Regions from separate parts of the Mus musculus genome. Here regions 1, 2, 4 and 5 are each linked to region 3. Evidence: chromatin contacts called from public HiChIP or PLAC-seq and promoter capture Hi-C data. All regions are on one chromosome and are shown on one strand. The core of a region is the stretch at or near the end of the contact, and the rest is flanking DNA. Distances in the headings are between cores, read along the strand shown.

Evidence for each region. Promoter capture Hi-C pulls out the DNA fragments that hold promoters and counts their contacts. HiChIP or PLAC-seq counts read pairs in DNA pulled down with a chosen protein or histone mark.
Region 1: a contact with region 3 is called in a promoter capture Hi-C map of the HPC-7 cell line. The contact joins the enhancer-like site here to the promoter of Prss22 in region 3. A contact is called at or near these places in 3 of 39 promoter capture datasets (the HPC-7 cell line, cranial neural crest and frontonasal cranial neural crest) and 1 of 15 datasets of contacts at CTCF or cohesin (embryonic stem cells).
Region 2: a contact with region 3 is called in a FOXA1 HiChIP or PLAC-seq map of pancreatic cancer cells. The contact joins the promoter of 6330415G19Rik here to the promoter of Prss22 in region 3. A contact is called at or near these places in 2 of 115 datasets of contacts at active chromatin or transcription factors (microglia and pancreatic cancer cells).
Region 4: a promoter capture Hi-C map of liver shows a contact between it and region 3, with 2.5 times the contacts expected there. The contact joins the enhancer-like site here to the promoter of Prss22 in region 3. A contact is called at or near these places in 10 of 39 promoter capture datasets (3T3-L1-derived adipocytes, the C10 cell line, the HPC-7 cell line and 7 more), 1 of 15 datasets of contacts at CTCF or cohesin (the NIH/3T3 cell line), 1 of 484 Hi-C or Micro-C datasets (embryonic stem cells) and 4 of 115 datasets of contacts at active chromatin or transcription factors (bone marrow-derived macrophages, embryonic stem cells, pancreatic cancer cells and 1 more).
Region 5: a contact with region 3 is called in an HNF4G HiChIP or PLAC-seq map of pancreatic cancer cells. The contact joins the promoter of Zscan10 here to the promoter of Prss22 in region 3. A contact is called at or near these places in 5 of 39 promoter capture datasets (the HPC-7 cell line, embryonic stem cells, hippocampal neurons and 1 more) and 1 of 115 datasets of contacts at active chromatin or transcription factors (pancreatic cancer cells).

What each region holds. Positions count from the first base shown.
Region 1 is chr17:24,328,730-24,331,429 of GRCm38.p6, reverse strand. It overlaps Abca17 (ATP-binding cassette, sub-family A (ABC1), member 17), which reads left to right. Exons shown (of 31, transcript NM_001031621.3): 6 at 2,642-2,700. Among named protein-coding and RNA genes, the nearest start is that of Abca17, 21 kb to the left of the region's middle. Within about 2 kb of position 1,364, at least 2 of the 459 cell types and tissues checked have an H3K27ac peak or open chromatin away from gene starts, as enhancers often do. A contact at or near this core is called in the HPC-7 cell line, where this site is marked.
Region 2 is chr17:23,549,435-23,552,134 of GRCm38.p6, reverse strand. 6330415G19Rik (RIKEN cDNA 6330415G19 gene) reads right to left here and starts at 1,336. Exons shown (of 2, transcript NR_126484.1): 1 at 1,235-1,336. n-TRccg2 (a tRNA gene) reads left to right here and starts at 1,800; the gene lies at 1,800-1,872. It also overlaps the pseudogene Casp16.
Region 3 is chr17:23,996,673-23,999,372 of GRCm38.p6, reverse strand. Prss22 (protease, serine 22) reads left to right here and starts at 1,273. Exons shown (of 6, transcript NM_133731.2): 1 at 1,273-1,450; 2 at 2,036-2,062; 3 at 2,536-2,700. The coding sequence starts at 1,369.
Region 4 is chr17:24,358,578-24,361,277 of GRCm38.p6, reverse strand. It overlaps Abca3 (ATP-binding cassette, sub-family A (ABC1), member 3), which reads right to left. Exons shown (of 33, transcript NM_013855.3): 3 at 189-390. Among named protein-coding and RNA genes, the nearest start is that of Gm25618, 2.6 kb to the left of the region's middle. Within about 2 kb of position 1,432, at least 13 of the 459 cell types and tissues checked have an H3K27ac peak or open chromatin away from gene starts, as enhancers often do. A contact at or near this core is called in liver, where this site is marked.
Region 5 is chr17:23,599,559-23,602,258 of GRCm38.p6, reverse strand. It overlaps Zscan10 (zinc finger and SCAN domain containing 10), which reads right to left and starts at 1,433. Exons shown (of 7, transcript NM_001289481.1): 1 at 1,300-1,433. It also overlaps a transcript of Zfp13 not described here.

The DNA of each region.
Region 1 (2,700 bases), core at 115-2,614, 330 kb before region 3:
AAATTACTTCTTGTAATTTCTACTTTCCCTTAAATTTGATGATGGAGGAACATCGGCTATACGCACTGCTGCAGACCTCCCTCTCTGCCTGCCTGAGTCACTTTAAATATTCCACTCCTGCTTTGGGGGATATCTCCAGGCTCTGCCTCCAGAATTCCTGAACCTGGGGCTAGGGAGATGGTCCAGCTGGTGTAGTGCCGCTCCACAAGCTGAAAACCTGAGCTGAGTCCCCAGGGCTCCTGTGAAAAGCTGGGTGTGATGCCACGTTTATAATCTCAGCAATGGGAGGCAGAGGCCAGCTGATTCCTGGGGCTCCCTGGTCAGCCTAGCCTAATCATCTACCCCCAGTCCCAGCAAGAGACCCTGTCTCAAAAACAAGGTTTAGTGCTCTTCAGGGACAACACTAAAAGTTGGCCTCTATCTTCCACACACATGGGGACAGTGGCAGCAGTGGGGAATGGGAGTTCTGAACACATGGCCCCTGCATGACCCTGCTTGACCCCTGTGTTAGTTAAGGCTTCATTTGATCTTACTTGCTCTTTCTGAATCTTTAGGTCTCTCTTAAGTTCTAATTCCATCCACCTTGCCCACCCGCAACTGGGGTGGGTGGGTGGAGGGAATAGCGGCAGCTTCTTCCTTGAGATCTCATGGTCCTAGCTGGCTGTGCCAATCCCCACTCCTTCGTTTCCCTTTCTGGAGGAGGGAATACACATAGGACTTCTAGAGATGCCTCACCTGAGTTTAAGGCTACCTGCTTATCCTTAGCCAAATACGGAGGGGAAGTGCCCTTTCTCAGGAAACATCCTGTATGTACTCGATAATAAATACCACAGAGCCAGAGTGTGAAGGGACAAGGTGCTCTCTACCTTGGAAGATCCTTGTATAGAACATGCCTTGTCTTTTCTGCCAAAATTTGTTTTCTGCCAAAATTTGTTTTCTGCCAAAATTTGTTTTCTGCTGGGTAGTGGTGGCGCATGCCTTTAATCCCAGCACTTGGGAGGCAGAGGCAGGCAGATTTCTGAGTTCAAGGCCAGCCTGGTCTACAAAGTAAGTTCCAGGACAGTCAGGGCTACCCAGAGAAACCCTGCCTAGAAAAATGAAAACAAACAAACAAACAAACAAACACCCCAAAATCCCCCAACAGAATTTGTTTTCTGATCATTGCTCCATTCCCCGGCCCTCCAGAGGCCCCTCTCTATCCTCTATGGTGTTTGATGAGGTCTCTGGGAACATCTTTCTCATTTCCTGAGAAAGGGCACGTCCCCTCCCTATTTTGCTAAGGATAAGCAGGTAGCCTTAAACTCAGGAGGTAAGGCATTCCTAGAAGCTCCTATGTCCTACAGGACTCTGAAGCTGGCTTGTGACTCAGCATTCTCTGCAGGAAGCTCTGCTGGCTTTCTGAAACTTTCCAGCGTGAGTAAAGGAGTCTTCCTTAGTGACTGCTTTCTGCCATCTTGTCTGCTGTGGAAAGGAACATAACTGTATTTAACAGTGTAGATGTCCCCACCTGGCTCCCAGTTTCCTGGACCTGGCCACTCCATGACAGCCCCCAGCTCCCTCTCTGACACCTCTAGACTTGTGGAGAAGTCACAGCACACCACTGAAAGGCTCTTTCCTTCACACAGAGCAAACGATTCCTGAGTGAGGGCCCAGGAGCCAATTCTCACAGGAAGGATGCAAGCTCTCCAGTTCATTTTAGGTTTCTTGGATGCCCTATTTGTGAGAGGTTAAACATGGACACCAGTTAAACAACTAACTATTCTTCCAAAATTGAGGTATTGTCAACACCTCCCTATAGGATGACTGCACAATTGTCTTGAAGCCTTTGGCCTGCAGGCCAAACTGGAACCCAAGTCTCGGTACTCAAGTTCCTACCCTGATTCCACAAAATATCCTGTAATTGTTTACTGAAACACTCCTGCAAAACAAACAAGAGTATGTAGCATTAGCCAAGATGCTGTCCAAGTTATTAATAACCATCAGTTTGTCCTTCCCTTTCTCAGTTTGACAGATCTGGAGGTTTGCCCATATCTAGACAATGGGACATAGTGGTCATCTCTACTACAGGGATAACATCCCCCTACCTGAAGGCTGCTTGCCCTTGCTTGGAACTAGAGCAGATATCATTCCAGGGATCCTTGCTGTGCAATCTTTTTTATCGAAAGCTGGAACACCACTACACTGTTGAAAAGAGGGCTGCTTATGATAAGGACAGTGCTTGTAGCTTGCCAGCAAAATACAAGAATGTAATCCTTTCTTTATGCAGCAGTCAGCACAATCAGGAAGTCTGTGTCTTTCAAATGCATTGAGTTTAACCATCCTGTATGTACTGGATAATAAATACTGTAGAGTGGATGCTCTGTCCACAGAGCCAGAGTGCGAAGGGACAAGGTGTTCTCTACCTTGGAAGATCCTTGTATAGAACATGCCTTGTCTTTTCTGCCAGAATTTGTTTTCTGATCATTGCTTCATTCCCCAGCCCTCCAGAGTGGCCCCTCTCTGTCCTCCATGCTGTTTGATGAGGTCTCTGGGGACATCTTCTGGCTTCTGTCTTAACGACTAGCCAGGAGCCACCTGAATTTTCAGTCTTTTCAGTCTTCAATCTTTACTTTCTTACACCTGACACTCTGTTTTCTTGTAGGCTACAACAAAGAAGGCTTCCTGGCCATACAGCATGCCGTAGACAAAGCGATTATGCGG
Region 2 (2,700 bases), core at 87-2,586, 450 kb after region 3:
CTCTGACCCCATCCCCTCACCTAGGCTGTGTGGCTTATCGGGATGAAAAGGGCTCGGACTTTGTCCAGACACTGGTGGAGGTCATCAGAGCCAACCCTGGAAGAGATCTCCTTGAGCTGCTGACTGAGGTGTGAGGAACGGGGTTAGGAGGGGAGAAAGAGGGGCTGGATCTGTGGGAGTGTTCTCATTACCTTCCACTTAACCCAGGGAAAGGAGAAGCAAGGAGAAGGCTCTCTCTCTCTCTCTCTCTCTCTCTCTCCCTCCCTCCCTCCCTCCCTCCCTCCCTCCCTCCCTCCCTCCCTCCCTCCCTCCCTCTTGCCCTCACATCAAGAGATGCTCAAATACAGGGCACATTGGTCAGACAAACTCAGCAGCAGCTATTACATACACTAAATAAAGTTCAGGAGAGGAGGACACCAGAAGCCATTGGGAGGAGGGGACTGAGGTGGGGGGTATACTGGGAAGTAGAAGGAGCCAGCAGGGGGTGCAGGAAGGGAGGTGCCACTGGGTTGTTACAGAATAGGGTCAGTTCATTTGTACAGTTTTGCAGGCTAATAGGGAGGTCCTCTTCTTGTGTTGAGGTCAGGGTGGGCAATGCTGGTCTGGCTGATTATATGATTATATATATGGGGTGGGGAGCCTTTCCCTTTGGGTGGGGGACTTTTTGGTTGAGAGCAAGGAGCTCATGTAAAACTGCTGGGTTAGTATTAGGCTCAAAGATGATTAGGTAGCACTTGAAATTTTAGGCTTACAGAACAACAGACACAAGAGTCGGTCATTGAGGAGCATGCCTGTAGCTGGGAGGTAGTGGCAGGACCAGAGACTGAGACCAGCCTAGGATTCATAGACTATTTCAGAAAGTATCGACCTCTCCGCAAAAACCCCTCCAGCAGACAATGACTGCAGTGGGTGTGATGGACTGAGCCCCTCAGGGCCTAGCTGAGTGTCAACAGGGTCAACAGGCGGGTGTGTGAGCTGGACGTCCTGGGGCCAGACAGTGATGAGCTGTGCAAAGCCTGCCTGGAGATCCGCAGCTTGCTCAGGCGCCGGCTCTGTTTATAGGACGAGCAACCTCACCACTTCCCCTACATCCCCTCTTCACACCCTGTCATCGATGCAGCAGTTTGGGCGTGGGAGCTCACATAGCGCCAATAAATATGTATGTGTTCATGATCGGCGTGCTCCGGAAAATGTATGCTCTTTCTGAAATACGTGAGATAATGGGGAAAGTTACCTGGTAGTAGATAGGGGATCGACTGTGCTCTCGGGAACCAGAGGTTGAATCGGGTCTGTGCTTCCTGTCTGGGACTACGGAACCTCACAAGGCTGACCTGGATATGCTGGGAGAGGCTTAGGGAGAAAGAAGTTCTGGGAAGGATCATCTCCGGAACTATAACTCTCGCCTCGCTGAGTCCCTGATGCGGGCGGTCTCAATCTCCACATGGCGCTGGGGCCATGGAGTTGCCAGAGAGGCGAGCCAGCACGGGTCTGGAGACTGGAAAAGACAATTGTGGATACTTCAGTGACGTGATAGGGCAAGTTCATGTGGGTTGTCCCTGGTCTTGAGTTGAGGGCCAGCCAATGGAGGAGATCTGAAAGACGAGCCTCTAGGATCCGGAAGGGCTTCTGCTGACTGACTGCTCAGGAGTCTGATTATATCGGTTCAAACTTGTGGAGGCTCCTTTGAGACTGTCACTAAATAGATTGGCTCAATAGGTAGGATTTTTCTTTGGTTTAAGCATGCGCAGTAGGCGCTTGAATAAGTCTTATGGAGAGAGCTAAGGCCTGAGTCAGTGTAGGGCCGCGTGGCCTAATGGATAAGGCGTCTGATTCCGGATCAGAAGATTGGGGGTTCGAGTCCCTTCGTGGTCGCTGCGTGCATTTGCTTTTTAAAAACCTACCTTAAAATTTCCCATTCTCAAATTTGCTTTTCAAACTCTTGTCTGGTACCCCGGAAGGAAGACCAGCATGTTTGTATTAAGTAGGTGAAGTTATTATCTCAAGACAGACTACGAGCAGCTCGAATTAGTGCCAAGGAAAGGAACCGAATAGATGCTAGATTGGATTGCTTACGTGGTGGGTGGGAGGTGTCCCAAGGGAACGTTAAAGACATTTGATTAAAATAAAAAACTCAGTAGGCTATCTGGGTGAATGCAATTGTCACTGAACTGAACACTTGAAAATAACTAAAGCAGTAAATTCGGTTTATATGTCCACAGCTTTAAAATCCATGAAACAGTAAGAAAATTAGATTTCTTACAATGTCCAGGCACACCTGTAATGCCGGTATTTAGGAGGCGGAGGCAGGGGAATTAAAAGCCACTGGGCTACATGAGATCCTGTCTCAACAACAACAGAGGCGTCTCCTTACAGGTCCAGTGTAAATATAAATTTTTAAATAGCAAGAATATGTCCCAGATTGAGTTGACATTTAACCTGGTGTGTGTGTGTGGGATATCTCTATTTAAGGGATTCGGTCTAAGTGGAACCGTTGTCATCCCTACAACTCCCAGGAGAACCACAGAATGGGAGGGCGGGGTACCAGCTCACGTGACAGAGCCTTGTGCAGAATAATTTTCTCTTTAATGTTACAGTGGCTTAATAAAGCTTGCAAATATGTTATATCAGACACACACATGAGATAAAGGAGAGTCAAAAGGACACGAGGATAACGCAACTGGGCCGGAACCCACAAGCCTC
Region 3 (2,700 bases), core at 24-2,523:
ACACAGGGACCTGCAGGGCCAGCTCTGGGCAACTTGGAGGCCCAGGTCAGGGAACTCCCAAGAGAGCTGCAGCTGGCCCAGAGGTGGGAAGAGATCAACCTCTCTTTCTTTCCCTGGGTTCAGTGTTACTGTAGCTGTTCCCACACTTATTCATGGTCTTTTCTTCAGAGTAAGTTTTGTGGGCTATCCCAAGGAGAGTCAGGCACCTCCGATCCTGCTGGGGGGGGCCACTAAGTTCCCACGTCAATCCAGTGAGCAGCCAGGCTACGATATCCCCGAACCAGCCCAGGTTTCTTGGGTGATGAGGGAGCTTGGGGACGGCACAAAGTGGGGTGCAGAGCCTCAGACTGCAGTACTATTTTCACTGAACCCATTTCCTCCACAGCCAGGTCTGATCCCAGGATCTAACCCTGGGGAGAGGAATACATTTGTTTGGGATGATGTCGCTGGTTCCTGCTTGACGTGAGGGTGTCATGAGTATAGGACACTTAGTCAGGACAATCCACACCAGCCTACAGCACCTAAGCTTCCCAAAGCCCAGCTCCCTGGTCCTTTGTGTGTGTGTGTGTGTAGGTCCCATGGTGTGAACGTGACCACAGGGTTAGTTCTTCCCAAGTGTGTGTGGGGCGCATAGGCTGTGGCTCTTGCTTTGGGCTTGGCCTGCTCCCTGGAGTTCAGGTGAGAAATGAGTCACCGGAGGGTCACCTACAGTGACAACTGAGAGGAAGTGCCAGGGACAGCTTGGCCAAATGGCCAAGAGGCCATTATGCCCGTCCCTTTGGGGCCTGAGTCACAGCTTTCGGGGAAGTGGGCTAACGGGATTCCAGGGCCCCAAGTGTCTGTCTTGAGTCATGGAAGCAACCAGGGCCCTGGACATGGGCCGTTAAGGAACAAGGTCCCCCTGGCAACCCCAGCCATTTCAGACTGAGTCACTTCCTACCCCAAACAGTCTGCAAACTACAGGGCTCTTTCTCTGTTTACCTGGGAGTCAGTGTTAAAACCATGCCCTAGGCAGTCAGCAAGTCTCTACTTTCCCCCCTCACCCCCCAACCCCCCATGCAGGGTGACCCCGGGCATACAACTGATCTGGAGACCCCCATCCAGTCTCCTGGTAGCATCCCTAGAACCCAGTAACTGGTTGCTTCCTTCTGGCAACCCCACCTCCTCCTTGACCCACAGTCTGGGTGGCCCAGTCTCAGGCACCTGGGGGACTGGTCCAACAGCATTCTTCCTCACAGGATAAAACCTGGGGCAACCTGTAGGGAACCCTACACACTACAGCCACCCGTCCTGCCAGTCTCAAGCAACACAGCCCTTAGGTCCTTTGAGCCGGCCAGCAGCCTTGCTGGGTCTCCACCCATACCAGCAATGATGATCTCCAGACCTCCCCCAGCACTGGGTGGGGACCAGTTCAGCATCTTAATCCTTCTGGTGCTGCTGACTTCCACAGGTGAGCCCCAAGGGCCTGCTGCTCCTCCTCCCCACATCCTCTCTTCCCTCCTCCTCCTTCCCACAGTCACCTCCTCTTCGCCAGCTCAGCTCAGCTCCTTCCCTTGAGTTCCGTCTCTCTTCTTTCCTCTGTTGCCTTTCATCATCGGCTCCCCATGCCTGTCTCCGTTCTCCTTCCTCTGGCATGTGGTCTGCCTCAGTTTCCCTAGCAGCTATGAGGATTGAATGCATGTGAGTGCTCTGGTCTCAGTGCCTGCTCAGGAGCGCCTCTCACCGCTTCCCTGTGCCCTCCATCTCCTGTTTCCTCTTCCTCCTCTATTTCCATCTTGGGTCTCCTTCTGTTCTGGAATAGGAAGGCAGCTGCCTGGGCTTTCATGGGAGCTGGGGGAGAAAACCTGGGTGACAGTGTGTGTGTGTGTGTGTGTGTGTGTGTCTGTGTGTGTGTGTGTGTGTGTGTGTGTGTGACAGGTGGTGGAGCAGCGAACAGTGCTGGAGGGCCCAGGCTGAGTCTGTTTGGGAAGGTGGGGGAGTCCCCAGGCATGGGGCACAGGGCTCCTCACCACTTTCTTTATTCTCTTGCTCTCAGCTCCCATCAGTGCTGCCACCATCCGAGGTGAGTGTGATCAGGTTGCCTGGCTGGGTGGGGGTGGGGCAGTGGTGTGGACAGTCTTTGTATCTGACTCTATAGGGTAGGTCAGTGTGGGGACCCCAGTCACAGGGGAGCATGAGATTGAAGAGGATGGGATGGATACAGGCAAGAGGAGTTGTGTGGGTGGGTGGGGCTTAGGAAGGTGATGAATCTAGAGAAGGGAGGACAGAAGGGTGAGGGACCAACAGAACCAAAAAAATAAAGGTTAAGGGGAGTGGGAGGGAAGGCCAGATAAAGGAGAGAAGAAGGCAAGGGCCAGTCCCTGATAACTAAAGGGGACAGGGACAGGGCAGGCAGGCACTCTCCCTGCAGCAGCAGGCTGTGCTGGACACATGCTGTGCTGGGCACAGGTTTGAGGCCTTGCAGGGGGGTTGACAGGCAAGTCAGAAGACAATTGTGTCTACTGAGATGACAGAAGATGCCATCCCTTGTGCCAGTGTCCCCAGACTGTGGGAAGCCTCAGCAGCTGAACCGGATTGTGGGAGGTGAGGACAGCATGGATGCCCAGTGGCCCTGGATTGTTAGCATCCTCAAGAATGGCTCCCACCACTGTGCAGGCTCCCTGCTCACCAACCGCTGGGTGGTCACAGCCGCGCACTGCT
Region 4 (2,700 bases), core at 183-2,682, 360 kb before region 3:
CGAAACCCTGTCTCAAAAAGGAAATAAAAATATCCTGGTTAAAGACACAGACAGTTCCCTTTTTTGGTTATCGTCCCAGATTATAAACACTCTCTTGCTTATTCCCATTCCTTTCAAGCCCAGAGCGGCAAAAGACATCCAGTTCACCGCCCACTAGGCAGACTGCAGAGGCAGCACCAGAAACTGACCTTAGTTCCAGGAAAGGTTGGCTGAAGGTGTCACTGCAAGGCTACGGGTGAAGTCGCCTGGCGTCAGCAGTTCTACACAGATGACCCTGGGGTGGAGCCAGTGGTCCCCTGGACAGAAGCAACAGCCCTAGGGAGCAGGAACGCTGAGATCTCCAGGGACATCTGGAGGGACCTGGGGCTCACGGGCATGATGTGCTGGCACCTTTGGTAGATGAAGGGTGCTTCAGCATAATTTGAAAAATAACCATTAAACACCTCTTTCCAAGTTAGAAACCAAGAGAGCCACATGAGTTCCGACTTTGTTTCTTAGGGACCAGGGAGTGTAGATCAGCAGTAGGGCACATGCCTAACATTCACAAGAGCCTGGTTCAAGGCCCCCAGCGACACTCAGTAAAGAATCCCACTAAAAGAGAACAGCTCTGACACCGGAGAGGTGCAGAGCTACAGGGTGCATAGAGACAGTGGTGCCTGGCATTGTATGCTCATGGCTACTAATCTGGCTCTGGCTCCGAGTATTATCATCCTTGACAGATGGAGAACAAAGGAAAGTACTGACCAAGAGCAAACTGCAAAGCAAGCAGTGTCAATGCTTGAACCTCAGCCTGTCTAAGCCTCTATCTTTTATATATAGGACATATATTATAGATACATTATACATTTATAGATAAAGTAGAAAATATGTATCTTCCATATTCTAGACTCAGTGAACATCCTCCTAGCGGTTTTCTGTATCGCTTCTGGAATGTGACCCTAGAGTCAGTCCCACCTCCTCTTCACTGCTTTAATTTGCTCCCATTTCCCCCCAACACCCTGCTTACTGCTTTGTCCTCGTTAAGCCTTATCTGAAGTCTCAGTGAAGGCATATTTGCACTTGTGCATGTTCTGTTTGAGCAAAGGCATCTAAAAGAGATCCTAGAATTACAAAATCTGGAACACTTCCTGGTTACGAAAGTCAATGTATGCAAGGGAAGGAAGTTAAAGCTCCTTAACAGAGAGTCCTCAGAAGTGGCAGTGGCTGAGATCTGAGGCTGGCCTCAGGGAGAGGACAAGAGCCAGAGACTCTAAGGCAAGCAGCAAGACTCACTGGGTCACTTTAGCTCCCCACCCCCTACAAGAATCCTCTGAGAATGTCCAACTGAAGAGGGCTCAGCTAGCTCCTGAGGAAACATTCAGAAAGAGAAGGCAGTCCCCCCACCCCCACCGCCCTGCTCCAAAGCCTTGTTTGTTCTTGGTTAAAATATCAAATATTGCACAAGGCAATGAGTATTTCAATGCTTGTATTCGAAGTGGGCAATCAAATGGGTATAAAGCAAGGGCTGATTTCTGAAAACTCTGTTGGCAGGTTGTAGGAGTCCTGTCAAGATGGTCTTTCTCACGGTCGCTCTTAGCTTGGGGACTAGGGTTGTGCCAGCCCATGAGCCCTGTGGTGCATCTGCTCGCAGTGAGCTGGAAGAACCCCAGTCAGTGCCTGGATTAAAACCAGGGCCCCATGCACACCAGGCAAGAACTCTACCACTTACCCACCATGGCAGCTTCCCTGAGCTCTGTCATCTGATTTCTTGGTGCCACATAAATGTTTGTAAGCTTGGTGTTGAGGGTACTGAGGGGCCTAAAAAAACAGTGACAGGGAGCCGGTGCCAGGCCCTGGGTTTGTGCCCAGCACTGGTGCACTTCCCTTCACAAAGTCACAGCCATGAAAAGACGGAATAATAAGGCCATGAGTAGGCCGTGAGGTTGTGCAAAGAGACTGACAGCCACGGTGCTTCACATTGGTGTATGACAGAGGTGGCCACTCTCGGTGCCCTTCCTTCAGCACGAGGAACTACTTTGCCCTACTTAAGATGCTCTTAGGAAAACATCTGATTATCAGTCTGGAGAATTCCCAGCAGCCAGCCAGGACCAAAGGTCTGTGTGCACGCACCGAATGTGCACTGAATGTACTTAGTTAATATTTGCTGACAGAATCTGTGGCTTTTTAGAATACAAAACCAAAGCATTATTCGTTCAATGAACATTTGCCAAATGTATGCTGTGATGGGTACAACACACTAAGTAAGGATTTACCAATGGATGCAATAATGCTCTCAATCCAAGGAGTTTACAGTCTGTAAATACTTGTCTCTCTTATAATTGTTGGATATTAGGTCAAGACAGTTTCGTCAAGGTTTCCATTGCTTTGAAGAGACACCATGGCCATAGTAACTCTTACAAAGGAAAGCATTTAACTGCGGCCAGCTTACAGGCCTAAGTTTAGTCCATTATCATCATGGAGGAAGCATGGTGACATACAGGCAGACATGGTGCTGGAGAAGGAGCCAAGAGTCCTACATCTGGATCAACAGGCAGCAGAAGAGAGAGTAAGCCACTGGGCCTGGCTTGAGCTCCTTAACCATCAAAGCCCACCCCCAGTGACACACTTCCTCCAACAAGGCCACATGGCCTAATGCTTCCACATAAAATCCTGGAGTAGACAGGAATTAGCTGTATGTATACAGGACAGAAAGTAAGACAG
Region 5 (2,700 bases), core at 184-2,683, 400 kb after region 3:
GACTGAAAGTTTCAGGCTCGCCTGGACTTAAGTGAAGTACAAAGCTGGCTTGGGCAACTTAGTGAGATTCTTTCTCAAAAATAAAAACACAAAGAGGGGTTGGAGTAGTATCTTCAGGGCCTGTGCCCAGCCAGCACATCGAGCCCTAATTTCTGGCTCACACACACAGGAAACAGCATTGCATTTCGCTGTCTGAAGAAGCATATGAAATATGATATGGAGGCGCTCCAGGCTCAGAGCGTGGCTGCTTTTCCGGAGCTCATGAGACTTCAAGTCCCAGAACTCACATGGCAACTCCCAACTGTTGGTGGGACCCAGTTCCCTCTTATAGTGCGCAGATGCACATTCATACAAACCCTCTGTATATAAAATAAATAAACCTTAAAAAAATAAAAACAATTAGAGAGTGAAGTCACTCTGGCCACTCTGCAGCAGATGCTCGTGAGTTCCAAGCGTTTAGCAGCCCAGTCAGTTGCCTGCTGCTCACTTCATCCCGCCCGGACTCACTTGCTAGATCAACCTATTAATCCTACAGGTTCAGAGAGTCCAAGGTGATTTACTCACAGCTTCACCCGGTGCTGCAATACTGCTTGCTAAAGTGGAAATGGGGTTCCGAACCCACTATTTGCGTCCTACCCCATGAAATTTTGCCAGTATTAGCTTGGAGTATGACAGCATAGATAAGAAAGAGAGAATTCTAGATTCTGGTCAAAGGCCCGCCTAACCACACAGCAGCTGGAATTTCTAGGTGAGGACTTGCCAGAGGTTTCCAAGAGATGGAATTCAGGCAAGTAGGCCTTAGAAAGCCTGTCCCTCCCCCAGGTCTCCAGGACAAAAGGCCTATTAATATGCACCTCTGTAGGGGGTTGGCTGGGTGTGGGGCGAGAAAGCTCTTTAGTGAAATCTGGCCGGTCTAAATTTGTATGTAGGTACTGCTATAAAATCCACCTACACACTAGGGAGCTAGAGTGGTCCTCTGCAAGAAATAACCCCCTTTCTCTGCTAGCAGTCTAACTTGCTCAACTCTGTTAACTTGTTTTTTTTTTTTTTTTTTTTTTTTTTTTTAAGGCAGAGATCCCCTTCTGGTGCTAGGAACGCATGGCATCGTCACTTCTGGGACCCTCCCTCATGTCTCCAAGGCCACAAATGCATCATGCTGTGTGGCCTTGGAGTCTCCAGCACGAGTTACCCGCTCATTATAACCAAGACTTTTCTAGCTCTCAGCCTACCAGTAGGTCCCCCGAAACACCCTTCACTCTCCACAGTGCTGTAAGCCTACACCCCAGCCCTCCAACTCACCACTCCAGGTACCGACGCCTGAGGCCGAGATGTTTGGGGATCCTTGGGAGAATTCAGGGTAAGAGGCAGCGTAGCCTAGTTTGGGAAAGGAATCCCGGGAAATGGAACAGGAAGTTCCCTGCCTGACCCATCCCTTTCAGGTAAGGGGATAAAGGGGCTTCCAGGAATTAACCCTTCACCTCCCAGTCTGGGTGGGGTAAGGAAGAGGGAGGAGCCAGAAACAAACCAAGGGAAAAGTGATGACTCCAGATTCTAACTTTGCCAAGCTTCTGTAAGAGTTAAGTTACTCTAAGCCAGAGCTTCTCCATCTACGCGGAGACAGACTGATGCCCTTTTGGGGCCAAGAGCTTCTGTTTTACGTGCTTGCTGTGTGTAGGCCTCTTTGCTTGGCTTTTCATTCATACAACAAATATTTATCTACATGTTTATTAAACAGCAGGCTCTAAGGACATGGAGCTAAACTGAGGAATGAGGCCCTGCCCCAGGTGGATTTGGGGTGTGGGGGTTGCATTCCAAGGAACAGATGAGACTGCAGTTGTAAGAAAATAAAATAGGTCAATTAGAGTGGAAAACACCTTTAATTCCAGCACTCAGGAGGCAGAGGCAGGTGGATCTCTTATTAGTTCAAGACCAGCCTGGTCTACATATTGAGTTACAGGTTATAGTTACGTGGTGAGACCTTGTCTCAAAGTAGAAAAGGAGGGGGACAGAAGGCAGGTGTGATGGTTTACACCTGCAGTGCTATCTTTTCCAGGTTCAGCTAAGGCTGGAAGAGTGCCCTGAATTCCAGATGGGCTTGGTGTAACAGAGTGAACTTGTCTCAAAAACTCAAAACCAAAGGGATACATCTCAGTTGGTAGAATGCTTTCCTGCCAAGCAGGAAGCACACATCATAAAATTGGGCATGATCGTGCACACTTGTAATCTCTGCATCTGGGAAATGGAGGCAGGCCTCTTTCAGCTAATATGAAGTCTGAAGTCACTGGGCTACATGAAATCCCGCCTCAAAACAAACAAACAAAAACCTGGGCCACTGACTTCCACAAGTAGTCCTCTGACTTCCACATGTGCCCCCACCCAACCTATAAATAAGTAAATAAATAAATGTAGTGAGAAAAAAATTAAAACATACACCGACAAGAAGATGTGATAAAGATGAGTGTTCCTCAGTCCATATAGCTTTTAAAAGTCTCCCCCACCAGAATCCTGCTAGTGGCTTTGTCCTACTAACAGCGCCCTCCGCCTCGCCCCGCCTCTCAGGAGAAGTTACCTCCACAAACCCTTTGGAGCCCACTTTAAAGTCAAACTCTCCCCTTTGCATTGATGGGCTTTCTTAGTTACATGCTCCCAAATACAGAGGAGGATTCCTTCCGGGAATCAGTGGTGCTATCTGGAGTGTCC